Linked DNA regions of Mus musculus: regions 1, 2, 3, 4, 5 and 6 are each linked to region 7. Evidence: chromatin contacts called from public HiChIP or PLAC-seq and promoter capture Hi-C data. All regions are on one chromosome and are shown on one strand. Each heading gives the region's core, a stretch centred on a gene start, on an enhancer-like site or on the middle of the called end of the contact. The rest is flanking DNA. Distances are from core to core; before and after follow the strand shown.

The links. Promoter capture Hi-C pulls out the DNA fragments that hold promoters and counts their contacts. HiChIP or PLAC-seq counts read pairs in DNA pulled down with a chosen protein or histone mark. Capture Hi-C pulls out chosen DNA fragments and counts their contacts.
Region 1: a contact with region 7 is called in a promoter capture Hi-C map of embryonic stem cells, with 3 times the contacts expected there. The contact joins the promoter of Dpy30 here to the promoter of Ypel5 in region 7. A contact is called at or near these places in 7 of 39 promoter capture datasets (the C10 cell line, the HPC-7 cell line, cranial neural crest and 4 more), 2 of 484 Hi-C or Micro-C datasets (B cells and CD4 T cells), 7 of 115 datasets of contacts at active chromatin or transcription factors (astrocytes, cardiomyocytes, embryonic stem cells and 4 more) and 2 of 9 other capture datasets (liver and macrophages).
Region 2: a contact with region 7 is called in an H3K27ac HiChIP or PLAC-seq map of neural progenitor cells, with 4 times the contacts expected there. The contact joins the promoter of Ndc80 here to the promoter of Ypel5 in region 7. A contact is called at or near these places in 8 of 39 promoter capture datasets (the 3T3-L1 cell line, the C10 cell line, cranial neural crest and 4 more), 4 of 484 Hi-C or Micro-C datasets (B cells, CD4 T cells, embryonic stem cells and 1 more), 6 of 115 datasets of contacts at active chromatin or transcription factors (astrocytes, embryonic forebrain, embryonic stem cells and 3 more) and 2 of 9 other capture datasets (adipose tissue and liver).
Region 3: a contact with region 7 is called in a promoter capture Hi-C map of adipose tissue, with 5 times the contacts expected there. The contact joins the promoter of Smchd1 here to the promoter of Ypel5 in region 7. A contact is called at or near these places in 1 of 39 promoter capture datasets (hippocampal neurons), 2 of 484 Hi-C or Micro-C datasets (CD4 T cells and embryonic stem cells), 4 of 115 datasets of contacts at active chromatin or transcription factors (astrocytes, embryonic forebrain, microglia and 1 more) and 2 of 9 other capture datasets (adipose tissue and liver).
Region 4: a promoter capture Hi-C map of the HPC-7 cell line shows a contact between it and region 7, with 5 times the contacts expected there. The contact joins the enhancer-like site here to the promoter of Ypel5 in region 7. A contact is called at or near these places in 5 of 39 promoter capture datasets (the HPC-7 cell line, HPC-7-derived erythroid cells, embryonic stem cells and 2 more), 3 of 115 datasets of contacts at active chromatin or transcription factors (large pre-B cells, microglia and thymic regulatory T cells) and 1 of 9 other capture datasets (liver).
Region 5: a contact with region 7 is called in a promoter capture Hi-C map of pre-B cells, with 5 times the contacts expected there. The contact joins the promoter of Memo1 here to the promoter of Ypel5 in region 7. A contact is called at or near these places in 7 of 39 promoter capture datasets (the C10 cell line, the HPC-7 cell line, cranial neural crest and 4 more), 8 of 484 Hi-C or Micro-C datasets (CD4 T cells, CD8 T cells, the G1E-ER4 cell line and 3 more), 6 of 115 datasets of contacts at active chromatin or transcription factors (embryonic forebrain, embryonic stem cells, epiblast stem cells and 3 more) and 2 of 9 other capture datasets (adipose tissue and liver).
Region 6: a promoter capture Hi-C map of pre-B cells shows a contact between it and region 7, with 8 times the contacts expected there. The contact joins the enhancer-like site here to the promoter of Ypel5 in region 7. A contact is called at or near these places in 6 of 39 promoter capture datasets (the 3T3-L1 cell line, HPC-7-derived erythroid cells, embryonic stem cells and 3 more) and 4 of 115 datasets of contacts at active chromatin or transcription factors (embryonic stem cells, large pre-B cells, pancreatic cancer cells and 1 more).

Annotation. Positions count from the first base shown.
Region 1 is chr17:74,314,924-74,317,737 of GRCm38.p6, reverse strand. Dpy30 (dpy-30, histone methyltransferase complex regulatory subunit) reads left to right here and starts at 1,305. Exons shown (of 5, transcript NM_001146223.1): 1 at 1,305-1,393; 2 at 1,622-1,694; 3 at 1,789-1,836. The coding sequence starts at 1,659.
Region 2 is chr17:71,525,566-71,528,265 of GRCm38.p6, reverse strand. Ndc80 (NDC80 kinetochore complex component) reads left to right here and starts at 1,409. Exons shown (of 17, transcript NM_023294.2): 1 at 1,409-1,555; 2 at 2,524-2,633. The coding sequence starts at 2,533. It also overlaps a transcript of Spdya not described here.
Region 3 is chr17:71,473,996-71,476,697 of GRCm38.p6, reverse strand. Smchd1 (SMC hinge domain containing 1) reads left to right here and starts at 1,355. Exons shown (of 48, transcript NM_028887.4): 1 at 1,355-1,719. The coding sequence starts at 1,534.
Region 4 is chr17:74,271,480-74,274,179 of GRCm38.p6, reverse strand. The region is part of intron 1 of Memo1 (mediator of cell motility 1); the gene reads left to right. Gm52299 (a long non-coding RNA gene) reads left to right here. Exons shown (of 2, transcript XR_003952320.1): 2 at 1-2,700. Among named protein-coding and RNA genes, the nearest start is that of Gm52299, 3.2 kb to the left of the region's middle. Within about 2 kb of position 1,424, at least 33 of the 459 cell types and tissues checked have an H3K27ac peak or open chromatin away from gene starts, as enhancers often do. A contact at or near this core is called in the HPC-7 cell line, where this site is marked.
Region 5 is chr17:74,293,584-74,296,283 of GRCm38.p6, reverse strand. Memo1 (mediator of cell motility 1) reads left to right here and starts at 1,421. Exons shown (of 9, transcript NM_133771.2): 1 at 1,421-1,592. The coding sequence starts at 1,532.
Region 6 is chr17:74,194,788-74,197,487 of GRCm38.p6, reverse strand. It overlaps a transcript of Memo1 not described here. Among named protein-coding and RNA genes, the nearest start is that of Gm52299, 80 kb to the left of the region's middle. Within about 2 kb of position 1,342, at least 49 of the 459 cell types and tissues checked have an H3K27ac peak or open chromatin away from gene starts, as enhancers often do. A contact at or near this core is called in pre-B cells and pro-B cells, where this site is marked.
Region 7 is chr17:72,835,233-72,837,932 of GRCm38.p6, reverse strand. Ypel5 (yippee like 5) reads right to left here and starts at 1,305. Exons shown (of 3, transcript NM_027166.6): 1 at 1,142-1,305.

The DNA.
Region 1 (2,814 bases), core at 56-2,555, 1.5 Mb before region 7:
GTAGGGACAGCTGAAGGCTTCTTCTTCTTCTTCTTCTTCTTCTTCTTCTTCTTCTTCTTCTTCTTTTCTTCTTCTCCCCCTCCCCCTCTCCTTCTTTTTCTTGAGACAGGGTTTCTCTGTGTATCCCTGGCTGTCCTGGAACTCACTCTGTAGACCAGGCTGGCCTCTAACTCAGAAATCCACCTGCCTCTGCCTCCCAAATGCTGGGATTAAAGGCATGCAGCACCACTGCCCTGCCAACTGAAGGCTTTTTGGAAACATTTTGGTGTTAGCTAGGAGTCTGAACATTCCAAGAAACTCACTAGTAAGAAGTATTAGTAAAGAAGTTAGGTCCCTGACAGAGGTGGGTATTAAAGGCTATTTAGGGAGCTAACTAGGTTCAAGACAACTAACTAGTGTCTCTAGATTTGCAGCATTCCAACCTCTCCATACCCTTGAAATCCTAATCCATCAACAGTTACAATAATTACAGGAAAGCAGGCTCTCCTGGAACTCCCGTTCAGGAAGCTCTGGCTGGCGTTTGACCCTCTTTACCTCAGTCAGCCAAATGCTGGGATTTCAGACACCTGGCTTTAAAATGTAAAAACAAGCAAACACAACCCAGGTTGGAATCCATAATACTACAGTCTGGAAAGCCATTTCTTCTGTAGAAATTGAACCAAGATCCTTGGTTATCCCAGGAAAGCGCTCGACCATGAGCTGAACTCCTTATCCCTGGAAAGTAATTAAAAAAAAAAAAAAAAACTAATCTAGACATAAATGTAGAATAGTGTGAACGTGGTATCCTCATAGACTGCAGGGCTTGAATAAAAGCCGCCCAAGAATTCCCAAACACTCCTCCTTGTTTCCCTTTGGCCTTAAAAAAATTATATATGTGTGTATGTATACGTATATATGCGTGTTTTGCCTGAATGTGCGCGGAGCACACGCGTGCCTCGTGCCTGCGTAGATAAAAAGAGAGAGTCAGCTCCCCGGAACCGGAGTTAGGGATAGTTGTGAGCCACCATGTGGGCGGTGGAGACCAAACCTAAGTCGCCTGTAAGATTAGCCAAGTAATCAACCGCTGGATGCCCTCTAGCCCCTAGTAAAGCCTGAGCAAGAATCGCTCAGCAAGTGAGTGGCCTCGGTTCCTCGGGGACCGTCACTTCCAGGTGCCACGAAGGACTGTCTAAAGGAGAAAGATCTACGGCAGGGTGGAGCCGGCAGGTGGCCAGGCACCCCGCGCACCGCAGAGGCGTAGGCCCACTTAGGCGGGCTCGGGCACTTCTGCCCGCGGGGCCGCTCTGCGCAGGCGCGGCGGCAGCGCGACGTCCCTCACTTACGGCCGAAGCGGTTCGCGCTGTGAGTCGGTGGCGCCGTGCAGGGCACTTAGGAACCGACAGCCTTGGCGCGGGTAATCAGCTTCCCTGTCCTCCTCCTCCCACCGCTACATCCTTGGGACGACCTCCGAGCCTCGCGATGCGACGAGGACGGCCAGTCGGTGGCCCGACCCAGCCCGCGCGTCTGCTGCCCGCGGGGGTGAGGGGCGGGGTCCCGGGCTGGGCTGCACCGCACCGGGTCCTGGCGTCTTCCACTTGAAATCTCCCGGGTAACTAACTCGCGGCTCTTCTTGTTTTGCAAGACTGGTATCCGGTTGATTGCGGTTTGCAGGGTCCGCCATGGAGTCGGAGCAGATGCTGGAGGGACAGACACAGGTACCAGGAGGCCCTGGGTTCAGGGTGGCGGTGTGCGGGGAGGCAGCGCGGGACGGGCGGATGTCTCTCTCTGTGACTGTATTTTGTTTTCTAGGTTGCAGAAAACCCTCACTCTGAGTACGGGCTCACAGACAGCGTTGAGGTAACTCGCTCAGTTTCTCTGCCGCATGCATCTATGGGTCTCTTGAGAGCTGGAGAAAACTTAGGATCGGTTTACTAGGCTACTCTGCACGAGGGAACTCTTTGCTGCCGCGATCTCTCCGTAGTATCAGATTATAAGTGGCTTCTTTTTACTAGCATGCTAATACTTGGCTAAAAATAAAGGTACTTTGTAAATGAAAGATTAGATGATCCCGGAACCAGAGCTGGGAAGGTTTGGTTAGGAAAATGGAGGCTTCCCGGAGAAAATTTGTGTGTGAATGGGAGACTCGAGGGATTAAGTTCTGGTTTAAAAAAAAAAAAAAAAAAAAAAGGGCAGGACCACGTTTCCAAGAAGTTGTACAAACAGGTGTTAGAATTTATTCAACACTTTGCTGTTTGTGAGATATATACCAGGCTAATTTGAATGTATCTTCAGCTCCAGAATGCTTAAAGTTGAGTAACTTGTTCAAGGTCAGCGGAAAGTAAGCTTAGACATGTTTTCTTTTTTATTTTATTATTATTATTATTATTATTACTTGTGGGTGTGTGCGCGCATGCACACGCTCGCTCATGCATGTGCACTAGTGTGTGGAGATCAGAGGGCACCCTTACAGAGTAGGTTTTTTGCTTCCACCCTTAGGTGGGTTCTGGAGATGGAACTCAGGTTAGATGTGGGGGTAGCAAGCTCCTTACACACTGAGCAGTCCTGCCTGACCTAGAACTGACTCTTACAAAAGGATTGCATTGTATTTATATTTGTGTGATCTCTCTCTGTCTCTCTTTGCTTCTCTCTGTCTCTTTTTCTGTCTCTCTCTCCCTCCCTCCCTCCTCTCTGTGTTTGTGTGTTTATATGTATGTATATATATTTTTTTATTTTTTCTATTTTTTTCCCCCTGAGATAGGGTGTCATTAGCTCTGGCTGTCCTGGAACTCACTATGTAGATCATGCTGGCCTTGAATTTACCGAGATTCACCAGCC
Region 2 (2,700 bases), core at 160-2,659, 1.3 Mb after region 7:
GCAGTAAGATTAAAAGAGTGCTCTAGCCAAACCAAGTGCAGCATGAATAGTAATCAGAAGTTCACAACTTAACTAGTTTGCTAGGTCAAAACTTCAAGATTTATAATCTGTTTGAGCCACACTCCAGTAACTAGGTTTTACAGAACATTTTTATCTTCACTTAAGATATGTTTTGCATTTCTGGATATAGCTTTATTATAATGTAGTGGAAACCTTAAGAGAAAACCGAATAAAAAATAAATTAAAGGCTCGTCTAATAGCATTTATAGTCAAATTTCTTATGCAACTGACTGCAGAATAGTGTTTGTTTCTTAAAGACAGAGAGTCACTAGGTTGCCCTGGTGTATGCCAGGTCCATCAAACTGGCCTCAAATTCAAGACTCTCTCGGGTGTGGACCCTGCCCCACATACAAACTAAAGTCATTGAATTCACTGAGCCTCAAAATTATCTCTTTAGTTTTTGGAGTTGTTTGTACGTGTGGGTTTTGTTTGGGGTGGTTTTGCTTGGGTTTGTTGGTTGTTTTGTTTTGATATAGTGTCTATGTTGCTCTAGCTGTCCCGGATCTCACTAGGTAAACCAGGATGGTCAGAGATTCCCCCACAACCTACCCCCACCCCACCCCCGCTTCCAGAGCGTGGAAATTAAAGGTGTGTACCACAACGCCCGACTAAAACGATCATTTTTATGTTCTAATGCCATTAGTTTCAAGAAGTAAATGAACTGCCGCTTACAGAGTCTGAAATATAATGCCTGCTAATATATCTGCTGACTACTATTTGGTGATGGAGATCTTCGTGATACCTGAGATTTTGGTTTCCCAGTAGAGACGTAAAGTGAGGAGTCACTGTGACCGCTAGGGAACCTCAAACTCAAAAAAGGACTGCTTAGCTCAAAACTAGCTAACGGCACAATAATGCCGAGAGCCAGGAATCTACACTTTAGCCCAGGGACAGGCCACCACCATCCGGGAACTAGTAACGCCTGCTTGTTGTTCCGAGGCTGGGCGGCGGGAATCCAGAGCACTTGAGGAAGCCTGATGTTAAATATCCCTCAGGCTCGTCCACCGCCACACTCGACAGCCTCTCCTAACGTCAGGAACCTCACGCCGCCTCATAGGCTTGGGTCCTGGCCTCCATCCTATCGGAGACAAACCCGCGCTTTCTACTTCCAGGACGCAGCCATATTGCTGTACGGAACTTGATTCCAGGAGGGCTCGGGCCGCTCCGCCCGGACAGCCCTACTCGTCCTAGATGCCAGCTTCCCGGACAGGGCGGGACTCCCTTCGGGTCACCGACGCTAACGACGACCTGGGAAGAGCCCAGAGCTCGCTTGGCCCCCGATGCGGACACTTCCGGCGACGAGGGCGGGCGCTGAGCGAGCGCGCATGCGTACTCGCCGTCGCAGTCCTGACGTCAGCGCGGGCGGAAACTTTAAAATTCAAACCGCCTTGGGTTGACGGAAGCGGACGCTCTGGTTTGGGCGGCTGTTTTCGTGTGCAGTCGTGCGGTTTACGGAAAGCTGGGCGCCGGGTCTCGTTGAGAAGCTGAGCGAAAGGTAACTGCTGAGATGGGATCAGCTCTGTGTTAAAATGGTCCGCGGCGCTGGAGCTGACTGTTGCGAGGGAGCTGGGGTGGGATCTGCCCGGCTCTGCAACGTTTGTAGCGGGAGAAGGCGATGCTAACAGGTGGGGACTGACAGGGGGAAAGCTGATTGGTGTGTTGTGTACCCGTGCTGATGCTGCAACTTAAAAGCCTGGTATGGACATGACTGGAAACCAGTGAAATCATGAGAGTAAAACTAGGTTGAACGCAAGCCACCAAAACAAGGAGGGGTGTGGCTCAGTGCTCAGCGCTCAGCCCAGCTTGCTAAAGGGTCTGACTCTCCACCCCTAGCTCAAGACAAAACAACAACAATAAAAATGCGATCTGTCTAACCCTCTGTGGAAGCTAGGGCCGAGTGCATAGTGTCTGATGCTGCAGAGATGAAGACAGACTCCAACGTAGACATTATTTTGATACTTGTTTTAAAAGCGGGAGCAGCCTGTGTTGTAAACCGGATTGTTTATCTTTGTTGAAAGGTGTTGCAGTAAATCTCCAACCCAAATAAGCCCAGGCAATGAAAACACAACTTAATTAATATGAATACATGCTGTGCGCCTACATTGGGCAGATCTATCACTACACTACCATCTTCCCCATATAAGAGACCCCTTAGAACTTCTCCAGGCCAGGTGCTTCTGCTCTACTTTCCTTCTCCTCAGTCGTCCCCTCTCCTTTTCTCCCAAAACTTTCAGCTCCATCTTCCCCTCTTTTTTCTGCCTCGTTTTTTTCTACTTGAAGTTGCGTAGGTGTTCTTTGTAAGAACTTCGGTTTACATGGACAAATAAATATAGCATACAAGGAAACGATTGTTGTACAGAAACAAACTTAGTTGCTTTCCTACTAGAGGATAAAGATAATAATTGTTGCTCGTTGAATTGCTTGAGTCTGGAACATTTTCCTAACGCTGAAATCCTGAATTAGGTTTCGAGAATGAAGCGCAGTTCAGTTTCCACCTGTGGTGCTGGCCGCCTCTCTATGCAGGAGTTAAGGACCCTGGACCTCAATAAGCCAGGCCTTTATACCCCTCAAACGTAAGTGCCTCCCCTGTGCTTCTCAGCTGCTTACTTTACTGTCTAGAGAAAAAAAAAAAGTGCCAGA
Region 3 (2,702 bases), core at 106-2,605, 1.4 Mb after region 7:
TCAGGTGCCCTTTCAAGAACATGACCAGCTTTTGGTCACAACTTCACCTACCTCACCTACTGTTTCATTTTCTCTTCTTCCAGTCATACTATTTATGCCGCTCTACGCAAACCTTCACACTTTTGTATGTCTGGCCAACTGTCCTTGGTGCCAACAACCCGGTCTGTTTCCAAGGTGCATTGACTTTGAGTCTAGCTTTACCATTGATCATTAAGGCTCCTGCGAACCTAGTAAAACAGCACCCTTAAATCTGATCCAACTTCTAGACACATAAAAGAACTCAATTAATTAATGGGTTTCATTAATTTACACGTTTCTCTCAAGTACAAAGCATCCAGGTTTTAAGAATCAGAGAGCAAGCATCTGGCAAGGTTACCCGCCCCCCCCCATTCCTTGCTATCTGTAGAGTCAGAAGCGCATCCCCCAATAATTATGCTCAAGTTTTCTTTTTTATTTATTTATTATTGGATATTTTCTTTATATACATTTCAAATGCTATCCCGAAAGTTCCCTATGCCCTCCCTCCACCCTGCTCCCCTACCCACCCACTCCTGCTTCTTAGCCCTGACATTCCCCCGTACTGGAGCATATAAAGTTTTATGCTCAAGTTTTCGAGGAGGCTGTCTTACACATTGCACGCTTAGAAGCTGACTCAACCTCGGTGAGTAGGTTAGGTATTATCCCAAGACTCCCAGCCGCCTAAAGCCTCAGAGCCTGGCTAACCCGGGGGCGCGCATCGCGGCCTCGTGACGTCAGAGACCCGCTCTTCCTCGAGGCCGAGCTTTTGTCTCATTGTCCCACAGTAGAACCCACCCACGACGGCGAAGGAAGCGTGCAAGCAGAGCGGTGCCCGGTGTTTTAGCTAGTGTCCACCGCACCGGGACCCAGGTGGTGCAAGCTTCCAGCCGCCGCGTCCGCCCGACTTGGTAGCGCCCTGGAGACCGCATGGCTAGGGGGAAGGCGCCAGGGCCCTGCAGCGGGAGCCTGCATAGACCCTGGGGCGACACGCTTGCGAGTTGCGCCCCCCCCCACCTCCCCCCGCGAAGGCCCCTAAGGCGCTGGAAGCCAGCTTCCAGGCCGTCCCCAGTCCCCGCGGTCCGCAGGAGCCCGGGGGCGTGGCCTGGGCGCGAAGCCCCGCCCCACCTTGGCCAGCCCCGCCCCGCCCCACGGCCTGCTGGACTAGCCGGGTCTCCGTCCGCCGTCCTCTTCCTCCTGCGCAGCAGCCACGGCGGCGGCCCGCTCTCAGGTCACGGAAGGAGGCTTGGTGGGCGGCGGCGTACGTAGCTGGCGGGCTCTGAGGCGCGCTCAGCGCGTCCCTGTGTTCGCGGGTCGCGGAAGTGACGTACGGCACCCCGGCAGAAGCGCGTTTGAATCGGTTCCCGGGTTACTTCCCGGCCGCTGCCCACAGTCGGTGCTGCGCGGCCCGCTGAGGCTCGGAGCCGCGGCGGCTGGAGCCGAGGGCACGCGCGGGGTCGGTGTCTCCGGGAAGCGCGCCCGAGAGCCGCAGGGCCTTCTCTTTTTTTCTCCCTCAACATGGCAGCGGAGGGCGCCAGCGATCCCGCCGGCCTCTCGGAGGGATCTGGGAGAGATGGCGCCGTCGACGGCTGTAGGACGGTGTACTTGTTTGACCGGCGCGGGAAGGACTCGGAGCTAGGGGATCGCGCACTGCAGGTCTCGGAGCACGCGGACTACGCGGGGTTCCGCGCTTCTGTGTGTCAGGTACGTCCCGGGGCGCTGGAGGGATGCTCGCGAGGAGGTGAGGGTAGGTGGCCTGAAGCCTGGGTGGGTCACCGCCATAAACTTGTCAGATGGCCGGGATCTTGCGGCCTTGGCCTCTGCCGGGTGCCCACGTTGCGGATGATCCCTGGTTGGATGTCCCGGCCGGCCTGGCTTTGGCCAAGAAGGATGGGATCACGCCCCTCCGTGGGCCCGTGCTGGTCTAGCGTTCGGGACTTCCAAGTTAGTGGGCGCTTATAGGTTTAGTTACTGCTTTATGGTTGCAGAGTAGTTAGTGCATCCTCCTGTCGGAGAAGCACCTGTGTTTGTCCTAGTTTGTAACTTCAGAAGATGCAGAGTTGCATCCACTGGACAGTCAGTGTTGCGAGGGTTGCGCTGTTTGGTGGTGGTGGGGGGGTGAGATTCCAGGAGTCCGGGTACCTCAGGTTCAGGGAGGTGATGGAGGGAGTCTTTTACCGGCTTGTCTTGTCAGAAAGGTTTGCCTGGTCCGTCCCAGCAGGATTCTTCTACAGAGTAATACTAAGTTAGGTTAGTATTAGGAGCTGTCCTGGTTCTCTGAGCTCCAACTTCCTTGGGAGTTCCTGAACTAGCTCTAAGTGACCATGCGGACAACAAAGAACGAGTATACCTGCTTGGGGGGAAAAAAAAAAGAATGACTACGTAGCAAGACGTGCTTTATACTGTGAGATGCTTTATAGGTTGTTGTTGTTCTTACTGTTGCCTGAGCTTGAGTATGTTGGGGGAGGGGTATTGCGGGGTTTTGTTTTGAGGTCTTGCTGTGTAGCTCAGGCTAGCCTAGAAGTCTCTGTTGACCAGGTTGGCCTCGAACTTTATCCGCCTTTGCTGTCCAGTGTTGGTAGTCACAGACCCAAGTGCCACCGTTCTGGGCTCTGAACTTTTAAAAGAAGAATATGGCAATAAAACAGTGTTTTAAACAGTGTTTTCCTTCCAGAAAACCTAGTTTA
Region 4 (2,700 bases), core at 175-2,674, 1.4 Mb before region 7:
GCTACCTCACTGCTGGGGTTACAGGCATGTACTGTCTTGCCTGAATAAAATTTTAAGAGTTATTTTTAAGTATTTTACAAAATGTTGGAGGAGGTTCTTCTGGCGCCCCCCCCCCACCCCCCCCATGATTAGGTTGGGAGTTGTAGATTTTGGGAATAAATACTAAAGAGGCAAATTGAGTTGATTATATTTTGGTGATGCATGGTACAAACCTTGGTGAAGTTAATCTTGCCTTTGACTGGTTGGTTTAGGTAATGAGTGTTTTTTCCATGTTTCTCTGCTGTATAAGGTGACTATCTTTCGATTTCCATATTTGGTCTTTGAATTAGTTCTGGAATATTCAAACACACTATTATGACTTTTTGACTTTTTGGTTTAACCTGTATTCATGTAAGTTCCTTTTATTTTATGTCTTTTTTTTTTTTTGATAGGGTTTCTCTCTGTGTAGCCTTAGTTGTCCTGGAACTTGCTCTGTAGACTAGGCTGACCTTGATCTTGTAGAGATCCTTCTGCCCTTATCTCCTAAGCACTGGGCTTAAAGACTTGTGCCACCACCTCCGAGCTGTAAGCTCCTTTTTGGTGATTGTAATTCTTTAGGTTTAAGAAATGTAAAATGTGCCCATTTAAAAGATTTTAAAAGTGGAGATTCTGCCTCTCCTGGACAGGGCCTGCATCCCTTCCTCACTGCTTGCAACAAAACAGCTTGGTGTGTTTCTGATTTCCTTTAGATCCTACTCTATCTAGTTTGTTTGTTTGTTTTTGTTTTTTTAAACAATCTCTCTCCCTTCTGAACTGTTGCTTCATCTATTGCATAATTGAAGAGTAAATTTGTTAGAATTTGGTGGAACTGAATAGTTGAGACTGTTCAATAGATTTTTTTGTCAATGTAGATGCTTTTCTCTTTTTGGCTTTTTGCTTGTGGCGTTCAAGATTGCCAGATAGAAAATTAGGCTAAATATCGCCAGAAATCACATCTGTCAAATGATTGTTTTTAACATCTGAAAATATAGGATAACACTTTGAGAGATACTTGATGCTGTGAACTGAGAGAGAGAGAGAGAGAGAGAGAGAGAGAGAGAGTTGCTGCTGTGGGAAAGAAAAGAACTGAGCTCTTAGCTGCTGCATCATGAGGTGTCTGCCAGTGTGGTTAAGGAAAAGAGCAGTCACTCAGGAAACGGGATTCTTAACTACTTACTGCACTGCCCGGCGCGGGGATGAAAAGGGGGGGATGGGTGAGATGACCCGCATCCTGCCAGAGCTCGGTGAGACTGACTGGATGGGGCGGCGGAGGCGGGTGGTGGTGGAGGGTGGCCACGGGAGATTGCTGTGGGACCCACGGAACCAGAATGGGCAGTGCTAGGCTTAGGCCACCGGACCACGCTCAGTGGGGGTGGGGAAGGCGCAGTCTTGGCTCTGACTCAGGCGCCACAGACTTCTGGGTACCACGGAAGAGTCAGCTCAGGGGTCTCTGGGCTGCATGGAGGCCAGGAACTACAGGTTCTCAATCTTGGGCATCCCAGAGCCATTGGATGTTGCGGCTGGACGTCTTGAAAGAGCTGAGAATGAAGTGGGGAGCCCCCAGGGGCAGCTTGGTCAGCCCCAGGGTTGAAGGGAGAAGGGGTAGGGGGAGAAGGCGCTGCTGGGTGGTTCCTGCGTGGGCATGAGTCCTTGGTCTGGTCTGGCGGCTGGAAAAGCTGGTAGGCCTTTCTGCGGGAGATTAGACTCAGCTCTTTTGGGGAAGGCCTGGTCCATTGCTATAGCATGGGGGTCTTGATGAGCAGAGACAGTCCATGGTTTTAGAGCTTTATTGTAGAAAAGCAGAGGGGGTGGGGCATGGCCATGTTGCTTGCTCTGCCTCTTGATCTGCTGTTGACTTTATTTAGCTCTTGTGTACAGAAAACTCTTGGGGTAAAGGTGTGACTAGGGCTGAGCCACACCACAGCAATAAACAGGTTTTTCTAGTTTACAATCTTGGGGTTCACAGTGTGATCAAATATCCTGCAAAAGGAAGGCCTTATTTGAACTTATGATTCCAGGGGGAAATAAGAGTCTGTCACCATCATGGTGGTGAAGTATGGCACTGGTCCAAAGATTATCTCTGTACAACACTGAAGAAGACAAGGGCCGGACCAGAAAACTACAAATTTTAGCCTTGTGGTGGTGGCATAGGCCTTTGAGTCCAGGAGGCAGAGGCAAGTGGCTCTCTTGAGTTTGAGGCCAGCCTCAGCTACAAAGTTCCAGGATAGCCAGGGAGACTTAGAGAAACCTGTCCTAATCTGGCGAGTAATGAAGGGCAATTAGGGATATTCTGCAAATGATGGGGTTAGAGCGATTGGGGACAAGTTTGGTTGTCAGACAGATGTTAGTGATAAGGGGGTAACAGAACAGTTGTGACCCAACTGTGGAGTCTGTGGTACAAGAGTCCTGTCTTCCTCAGGCAGAGCTACATGTGCATAGATGGCATGTGTTTCTGCAGTCATTGGACCAATGCCAATTGCTAGAGTTAATCTTCTACTGGACTTACTATATAAGATGTTGCCAGTACATTCCCTGTCACAGATATATAATGTAGCAAGTAACTATGAAATTTTTTTTTTTTTTTTGTCTCTCTGGGTGTCCTGAAACTCACTTTCTAGACCCTCTGTCCACAGACTCACAGAGATTGGACAGTCTCTGCCTCCCAAGTATGGGATTAAATGC
Region 5 (2,700 bases), core at 172-2,671, 1.5 Mb before region 7:
ACTTCTCCAGGATCTAGTTTAATGTGAAACTAAGATATACCCGGTGTATGATTTCTTTCCCAAATACTTTCTGGGAGTTGGGGAACTGTTACACTTCCTGGGTTTTGGAATCCAGCACTTCAAAGCCAAACAAACCACTTCCTTTGTGATTCTACCCAACTGGTAAAGGAATTCTTTTGCTGCGTGGAATACTTACGTGGAATACTGGGATTTTATAAGTGAAGGGTGACATTTGTAGTATTCCTTACCCCGTCTGGTTCCTCATACGCATTAACTCATAATCCTTGGTACCCCTCCCTCACGAACGTCACCCCCATTTAACACAGTAGGAAATAACTGAGACAATCTTTGCCACATTGCAGTTATACCTAAAATACAATTAGTAAATTTAACTGTGTCGAAGACATTAGGTCGTAAGGGGCGAGCCTGGGAAGCGAAGGTTACATTTTGACAGGGTCGGTCCTCCACCCCCCCATATTCTCCCATCCCAGTACGCCTCGCAGCGCGATGTCTCTGCCAGCGAAACTTCGCGGCGTGGCCCCAGACTTGCATTCCTGGGCGATACCCCGAGGGTGGGAACCCCACCAAGGACGCCGGGGAAGGGGGAACCCCGACGGGACTCGGCAGGCAGCGATCGCGTGTGTGTTGTGTGTGCTGAGCCAGCGGCGCACGGGGACAAGCCAGGCGGCTGGGGGGGGGGGGGGGGGAAGGGGCTCACCCCGCCTCGCGGCTGCGTCCTGCGCCCCGCGCCCTGCCCCCAGCCTCTGCTGGCGCTAAACCCCGGAGAGCGGAGCGTGCACGCTGAGCCTCCTCGGCGGGCCCGGCCGCGGCGCTGGGCATGCTCAGTGGGCCGGCCCCGGTAGAGCGGCGAGTAAGGACGCGTGGGCTCCCCAGGCTCTGCCTTTCCCGGGTTCAGGCCCCGGCCCCGGGCTGTGTGTGTGTGTGTTGGGGGGGAGGTGGCACCGATCGCCGCCGCCCTCCGGCTCGCGGCCTCCCGACCCGGGATGGCGCGGGGCCGGTCCCGCTTCCGCCGTTGAGCGCGCGGCACGGCGGGCGGAGGCGCGGGGCGGGGCGGGGCCGGCGGGCGCGCGGCGGGAGGGAGGCCTCGGTGGTGGGGGCGGGGCGGGGCGGGGCGGTGGGGAAGGGCGCGGAGTCACGGGGGTGGGGTCAGCGGGAGGCTCGGCAGGCCGCGCGCGGCGTGGCCGGGGGGCGGCTCGCGGAAGCAGCTCGGGCAGGGGTAGGGGCGGCGGCGGCGGCGGCGACTCCGCGGCCGCGCGGCTAGGGTAAAGCCGCCGTGGGCCCCATCTTCCGGCGGCCGGCGGAGTTTGTGGTGATTGTTGCCGCCCTCCGCCCTGGCTGCCATCTCCTCCTCTTCCTCCTCCTCCTCCTCCTCCTCCTGGGCCGGGCTGGTCCCCTCCCCGCGGCCGCCTCCTCCTGGGCTGGGCCCGCGGCGTCTCGTCCCCTCGCGGAGCCGCCGCCGCCGCCGCCTCCTCATTCATCCTCGTGCACCATAGGCGGCACAGGCACCAAGATGTCCAACCGAGTGGTCTGCCGGGAAGCCAGCCACGCCGGGAGCTGGTACACCGCCTCAGGTAAGGGCGCCAGGCCGCCGGGGTGGTCGAGCTGGGCAGCCGGGGCCCGGCGGGCGGGGACTCGGGCGGCGGGCGGAGGGCGCTGACCGCGTGCCGAGGGATCGGGGCCGGGCCGCGCCGCCTCCCCCACCCGGCGCTCGGGCAGGCGGCCTGGCGCCCGCGGAGTTGGGCGAGGAGTTGCCGGCCGGCCCCGGCCAGGGCGAGCGCGGGCTCCGCGGCTCCGCGGACGGCCTCTGCGGTGGGGAAGGACGAGTTGGCGCGGTCCTCGTTGCCAGAGGCTGGCCGAGGGGACCGCAGTTTTTGCTCCCACCCTTGGGGCACCCAGCGCCCCTGGAAGGAGTGACAGGCAGTACTTTTTCTACCCTATCTCTCGTGTTGCTACTCTTGGTCTCTCTCGCTTGGAAGATCTGTCAGACCTGGGCCTCTCGGGGGGATTTGTCGCTTTGTACGTGGAGATTCGGGCAGAGCTGCTGCCAGGCAGGGGCTCTGGGTGGCCTCCAAGGTCTTTTGTCAGTGTTTGCATTGTTACTGTCATTTAGGGGCAGCTGGAGATGGCATCAGCACTTTTCCTGAGCAACCTCTTTGGTATCCTGTGTTCAGCACCGAGCCGGGGCTGGACGACCTGCCTAGTTTAGCTTACGTTTTGAGAGAATTTTGTCTGCACTGTCTTCAAAAAACCATGTGTAGTTCTTTGGGTGAGAAAGGGTAGGGCCGTTTCCCTCCAGTACAACTCTCTTCACAAGGATTGTTTTCTGAGATTATTTTCAGGGGTCACATTTCTGCTTTGGTAACAAAGAAAAGTTCCTCCGTGATTCCTGTTGGTCTCTAGGCCATCTGTGCTTCTCAGCAACTGGCCCTAACCATATTTCCCTTTGCAAGTACTAGGGTTGGATAGTGACATGATTCTTTTGGGAAAACGGAAAATCTGGAAGGCAGTTTTTTTTTTTTCCCTGAGATTGTTCAACCAGCTGCAGAAGTACATGCATCTTGTTGGTCCACAGCGGATTTGCCCTGCTAAGACACAAAAGAATGACATGGTTGGGTTTGGAACTACTGCTAACAGGTGGCTGTAGTTTTTGCGTTAGATAAGTATGACATTTTATGGTCC
Region 6 (2,700 bases), core at 93-2,592, 1.4 Mb before region 7:
GACACAAGACAAGTTTAAAATGATTTGTTGACTTTTGCCATATAAAGACTTGAAAACGTCCCCTTTTATGTTACTCTCATTTTATTGAAACAGTGACCTCTAATAAACTCAGAATAAAGGAGAGATTTTGTTTTGTTTCATTTTTGAGGCAAGCTTTGTTTGTTTGTTTTTAAATAGCCCCCTGGCTGTCTTAGAACTTGTAGATCTGTCTGCCATCACTACCCAGCGGAAAATTTTAATTCAAATAATTTTAGTTGTACTGCTACTTTGTCACTGAGGGTCACAGAACACCTGTCAAGTGGTACTGTCAGCTCTATAGACCTTGGCATTTTCAAAGTGTTCAGTTTTCAAAATAACTACCGTCATTAGAAACTACATTGAGGAGCCTTACTGCCCCACATACACAATGCTGTTTAGACTGGAAATTGTACATCATTGTATTAAGACTAAAAAGTTACACAGTAAGAGAAACAGAAAGGCCTGTGTGTAACATGAAGTGGTTGATGGAAATAGGTTAGCATTTATTTTTGAAGAGAGTAAATTTAAGAAGTAGTCTTGGAATATTTGTGTAACTGCCACTCAAGAGGATTAGAATTTTTCTGTATTAATCTAAGGTGGGTTTTTGTTTTTGTTTTTTGTTTTGTTTGTTTGGCCTTTAGTCCCAGCCTGTGGGAGGTAGAGACATCTGAATCTTCTGGAATTATAGTCCAGTTTTGGGCACGTAGCAAGTTCTAGCCCAGCCAAGGTAATGTTGTAAGACTCATCTCCAAAGAAAAGAGGAGTAAGAAGCATGGTTCTGGTCTGTGTTACGTGGAATATGTGAAAATTTCTGGTGATAAAAATTGGCTATGTTCTCATCAGATCACTGGAGACATGCAAACAAAAATTAGATCAGTGATTCTCAAAGTAGCAGTGATACCAATTGAAAAAGTTTTATGAATAATTGTGTGTGTGTATATACACATACATTTATAGGGACAAAAGCCAATGGAATTACTGTAGTTAAATGTAACTTCATTTATATTTCAAATCAAAATGCCTTTTAAACAACATATACTTTTAACAGATTATAAATTGTTAAAATGATGCTTAGAATCTTAGGCTAATTCTTTAAACGTAAAGATGTCAATACAAAGCAAAATTTTACCAGTTCCTAACACAAATTGAAGTTGAGTTTTAATGGCTGCTTTCTCAAACAAGTACTTCTTCACACTGAAGAAGAGCTACATCAGTGTCAGGAGAGTGAACTCAACTGAAAGCTGTGTCAGGAGAGTGTACTCAACTGAAAGAGCTGGACAGTGTCAAAGTATTACGGGAAGTAGCAGCAGCTGGCAGACTAATTCAAGTCAGTTTCCTGCTGTGGCCAGCATATGCCTATAAATAGGATCTCATTGCATGCCATATTAGCACTAGAGGCTGTCCTGTTTTATAAATGTTCCCCCAGTAGTGTGGCACCTGAGACCTTGGCCTCTTTAAAATTGGTATGGATGGAGTGTGTTTGCTTAGCTGTATCTGAATTCTTAGAGGTTGATGTTTCTAATACCGTTTATTCCAGGGTTGACTGGTGATTTCAGACTAGGTTGTCTATTGTTTTTCTATTTTTCTTTCCTTCCTGTGTGCCCCCCACCCCCATTTTTAATGTTAGTAGAAGGTTTTGGCTGTTACCTTACAAAATAATAGGAAGAGATTCAGAACCAGCTCTTCCGATTGTGAAAGCCGTAATATATCGCATTTATAGTTTCTTGGTTAATAAGTTATGTTCAGGTGCACAGTTGAGTTTGTAACTTTGATAGGATTGTATATATTATCTTTGTAACTCAAATAGTGAAACCAAAGAGAACATAAATGCCGTTATTAAAAAGTAGTTGAAGGCCAACGATATTCAACCATACCATTCAAGACCTGAGTTCTGATCTTTAGATCTGCCAACATTAAATTCAGAAAAATACTTAAAACTTACTCACTTTTATTCTGAATTCCTGAACACAATATGATGTTAAATGTTTAAATAATAAAAACTAAAAAAATGAAAACAAGTAGAATATATTGACAGAATTTTGTGTTTTAAAATTAAGTACTTAAAAACTGTAAAAATCAGTCTTAATAAAGGTATTTTAAACTTAATTTTTTATAGATGGAATTCTTTTTGAGATTTTTTTATTTGAAATTTATTTGAATATGGGCCAAAATAGACATTCAGTTGTTGCTCGTTCAATTTTAGTGAATTGAAACTTGAAAGATGGAGAAGAAAAAACAATATAATAAAGTGTTTTCCATGATCTAGGTTGGTATAAACCTTTTAATTGGAAGCCTTTTCCAATTTTTGAGTTTAACTATTGAAATCAAGCTTCGAACTAAACCGTGAGGGTAGAACTGATATTTTAAAGTCTGTGGAATTGCAGATGGCGTTAAGTGATGTTACTGTCCTGGGTACCTAGAGCCTTTAGTTCATGACACGCTGCTTGCTGTGCTCTGAAGCACTGTCCCATGGTATGTTCCTTATTTCATGGTGCTCGGGCGCATTGGAAGTTAATTACAGTGGCTTTGGCTACGTGCCCGGTTCCCCAGGTGTGTGTGCAGTGGAAGGACACTGCAGTAGTGGGAGTCCACTTCAGCTTTGCAGGGGAGCTGCTTTGGTTTCCTGGGAAATTGCTATTGATCATCCCTTCCCACAACATAGCTAGGACAGGAGTCTGGTTC
Region 7 (2,700 bases), core at 56-2,555:
TCAGATTTTCCATCTGTCAAAAGCCACCAGAAATAAAAATCCTCAAGATTTCCAAGAGGGCTCTGGAAACAGAAACAAAAAGTTTAAAAATAAAAAATAAATGAGTCGCACACCTTTCCTTCCTGTCACTCCAAAAGGAGATCAGTCTGGCGTCCGGATGAAACAGACCTGGGTACTACTGCGGCTTCCCACTCCCGCTGGCAACACTCAGGCTTCCTACCAACCTGCACAGCAGCGTGGAGTAACGGGGTGTGCAGGAGCGTGCCCACCGCAGCCAGCAGGAAAGAGCCTCCCGGTCCGCTCCCCGAGCAGCACCGGGGTCTGCGCCAAGCCGACCGCCCGCAGCCGGCCCAGCTGATCGCGCCCACGTGACTCCCTCCAGCCAATCGCCCGGCGCAAGGCGGAGCGCGCGGCGGCGGCGGCGGGGCCTCCTCGGCACAACAAACACAGGCGGAACAGCTGGGCAGGCGCGGGCGACCGGGCGCTCGGCACCCGCAGGCTACCGGGCAGTGTTCCCCACGCCCAGGGTCCAGAGGGCAGCGTGATAGGGGCTAGCACCGACGAGGCGGGCACGGCCCACAGCCCAGACACCCGAGCACGAGTCGAGCCTCCGGAGCGGCGGGGCGGGCGGGGTGCGAGCGCGGCCCTGGAGCGCGGGCCCGCGGGCCGGCCCCGAATCGGAGCCCGGGCGCGCCCCCGACGCTGCGGCGGGGACGGCGGCTGTGGGGGCGGGGCGGCCTAGGAAGTGGGGGTGTCACGGAGAGAGCTGTCTGCGGACCGGCGGCCCAGGCGACAGGCGCCGAGGGCGGCGGGCGGGCGGGGGCCGCGGGTCGCTAAGGGGGTCGCGGCTGTTGTGGGCTCGCGGAGCGCTCCGCTGCGCGGCGGGGGCGGGTCGGCGGCGGCCGCCGCGCCACAGCCTCACAAAGAAGGACCGCCCGGCCCGGCCCCGCGGCCCCACGGCCCCACAGTCCTGAGAATTGCCCTGGTGGCCCGGCCAGGACCCTGGACGAGTGGAGAAGGGGAAGAGGCACTTCCTGCCTGGGCCCCCGCCCCGGGCCGCTCCCCGAAGGCTTCGAAGCCGCCGGCCCAAGGGCTTCGAGCCCCAGCCGACTCCGATCCCGGCGCCCACCGCCGTACTCACCGGCGTGCTGGGAATCGGCGCTGCCAGCAGCTCTTCGCTCCTCAGCTGGGTCGAAGCCCACCTCGGCCTCCCAAGTCTTCAGGTTTAGTCAGGCCTTGGCCCCGCCTCTCCTCGGTCGGGCCTCGGCGTCAATCACCGGGCGTGGCCCCGCCCTCCCTTCAGGCGGCTCTCCCGGTTGGCCCGCAGCGCCCTTCATTTCTAGGCTCCGCCCCTCTCCCTGGCACTCTGCCCCTTCCGCCGGGCCCCGCCCCTTCTCGGGCTCGCCCTCCCCCCACCCTTGCCCGCTTACACTCCGCCGCCCACCCCACCCCGAAGCCGCAGCGGATGGGCGGACTCCTCGCCGCTCGCCCCGCCTCTAATTCGACACCTTGCATCCTTACGGCCAATCAAGGAGGCTAAGTCTGCCTCCTCGGCCGAGGCGGCCAATGTAGTGAGAGTGAGGACCCGCCCCCCACTCCCAGCTGAGCGCACACAACACAGCATCCACGTGAGTCAGCTTCTTAAAGGAGACGCCTCAGCCTTGGTAATTGCGGCAGCTGGGACTCATTGCCCGTCATCGGCGTCACCTGCTGGCGGCTGAGGCCATAGCTTCCTGATAGCCAAGGAAGCCTAGAAGAAGCGAAAACAAGAGGCTGTTTTCTAGTCAACGCTGGTATTGAGGTTAAAGGGCTACCTAGGTTGAAATGCCCGTTTTACCATCCCATCAGGCCACTTTCTCTTGGCTTACACGAATTGCCTTAAACAAATCCCGAACTCTTTGTGTCTCGGTATATAGGAATTCATTGTAAACAAGGTTTTTTTCAGCGTGCTTGGTTCTATTTACAAACTTTCCAAGTTTTCTCTTCTCTTCCCTCTCTCTGTTTCTGTCTCTATCTCTTTGTTTTTCGAAACAGGGTTTCTGGACAGCCTGGAACTCACTCTGTAGACCAGGCTGGCCTCGAACTCAGAAATTCGCCTGCCTCTGCCTCCCAAGTGCTGGGCTTAAAGGCGTGTGCCACCACGCCCGGCCCAAGTTTTCTCTTGACCGTTGAAGTAATTCTCAAAAACTTAAGTCTTTTATGTGGAGATCAACTGTCTTGTTGAAAAAGACAGCTGTCCCCTTAGCCCTCCCTCACCATGTTTAAGATAAGTTGGAAAATTTTTGCCATTCCGTTGGCTTTCCCAGGTAATTAAATCTCTGTTGGCTGTCCATAAAGATGACAGAAATACCTCAAAATATTTCATGTATTAAATAAACATAAAATATATAAATTATACACATATATATATACTAGCACTTGAAATTTGTAGCATAGAATATGTGTTCTGACAAAACCCTGATACTTAACCCTAAATCCTTCAGTACTTTTCATTCATTTATAAAATAAAGAGTTACTGTGGCCTGGTTTTGTAGAACATGCCTTTAGTCTAGAGTGAGTTTCAGGACAACCAAAGCTACATAGTGTCTCGAGAAAACAAAACAAAACAAAAAGCTACTCTGACCATCAAAGATAAAAGACTATGTTTAGATTAAAGAGAATTTTGCTGGAGGAAAAAAAGCATTTTGGGGTATATTGGGA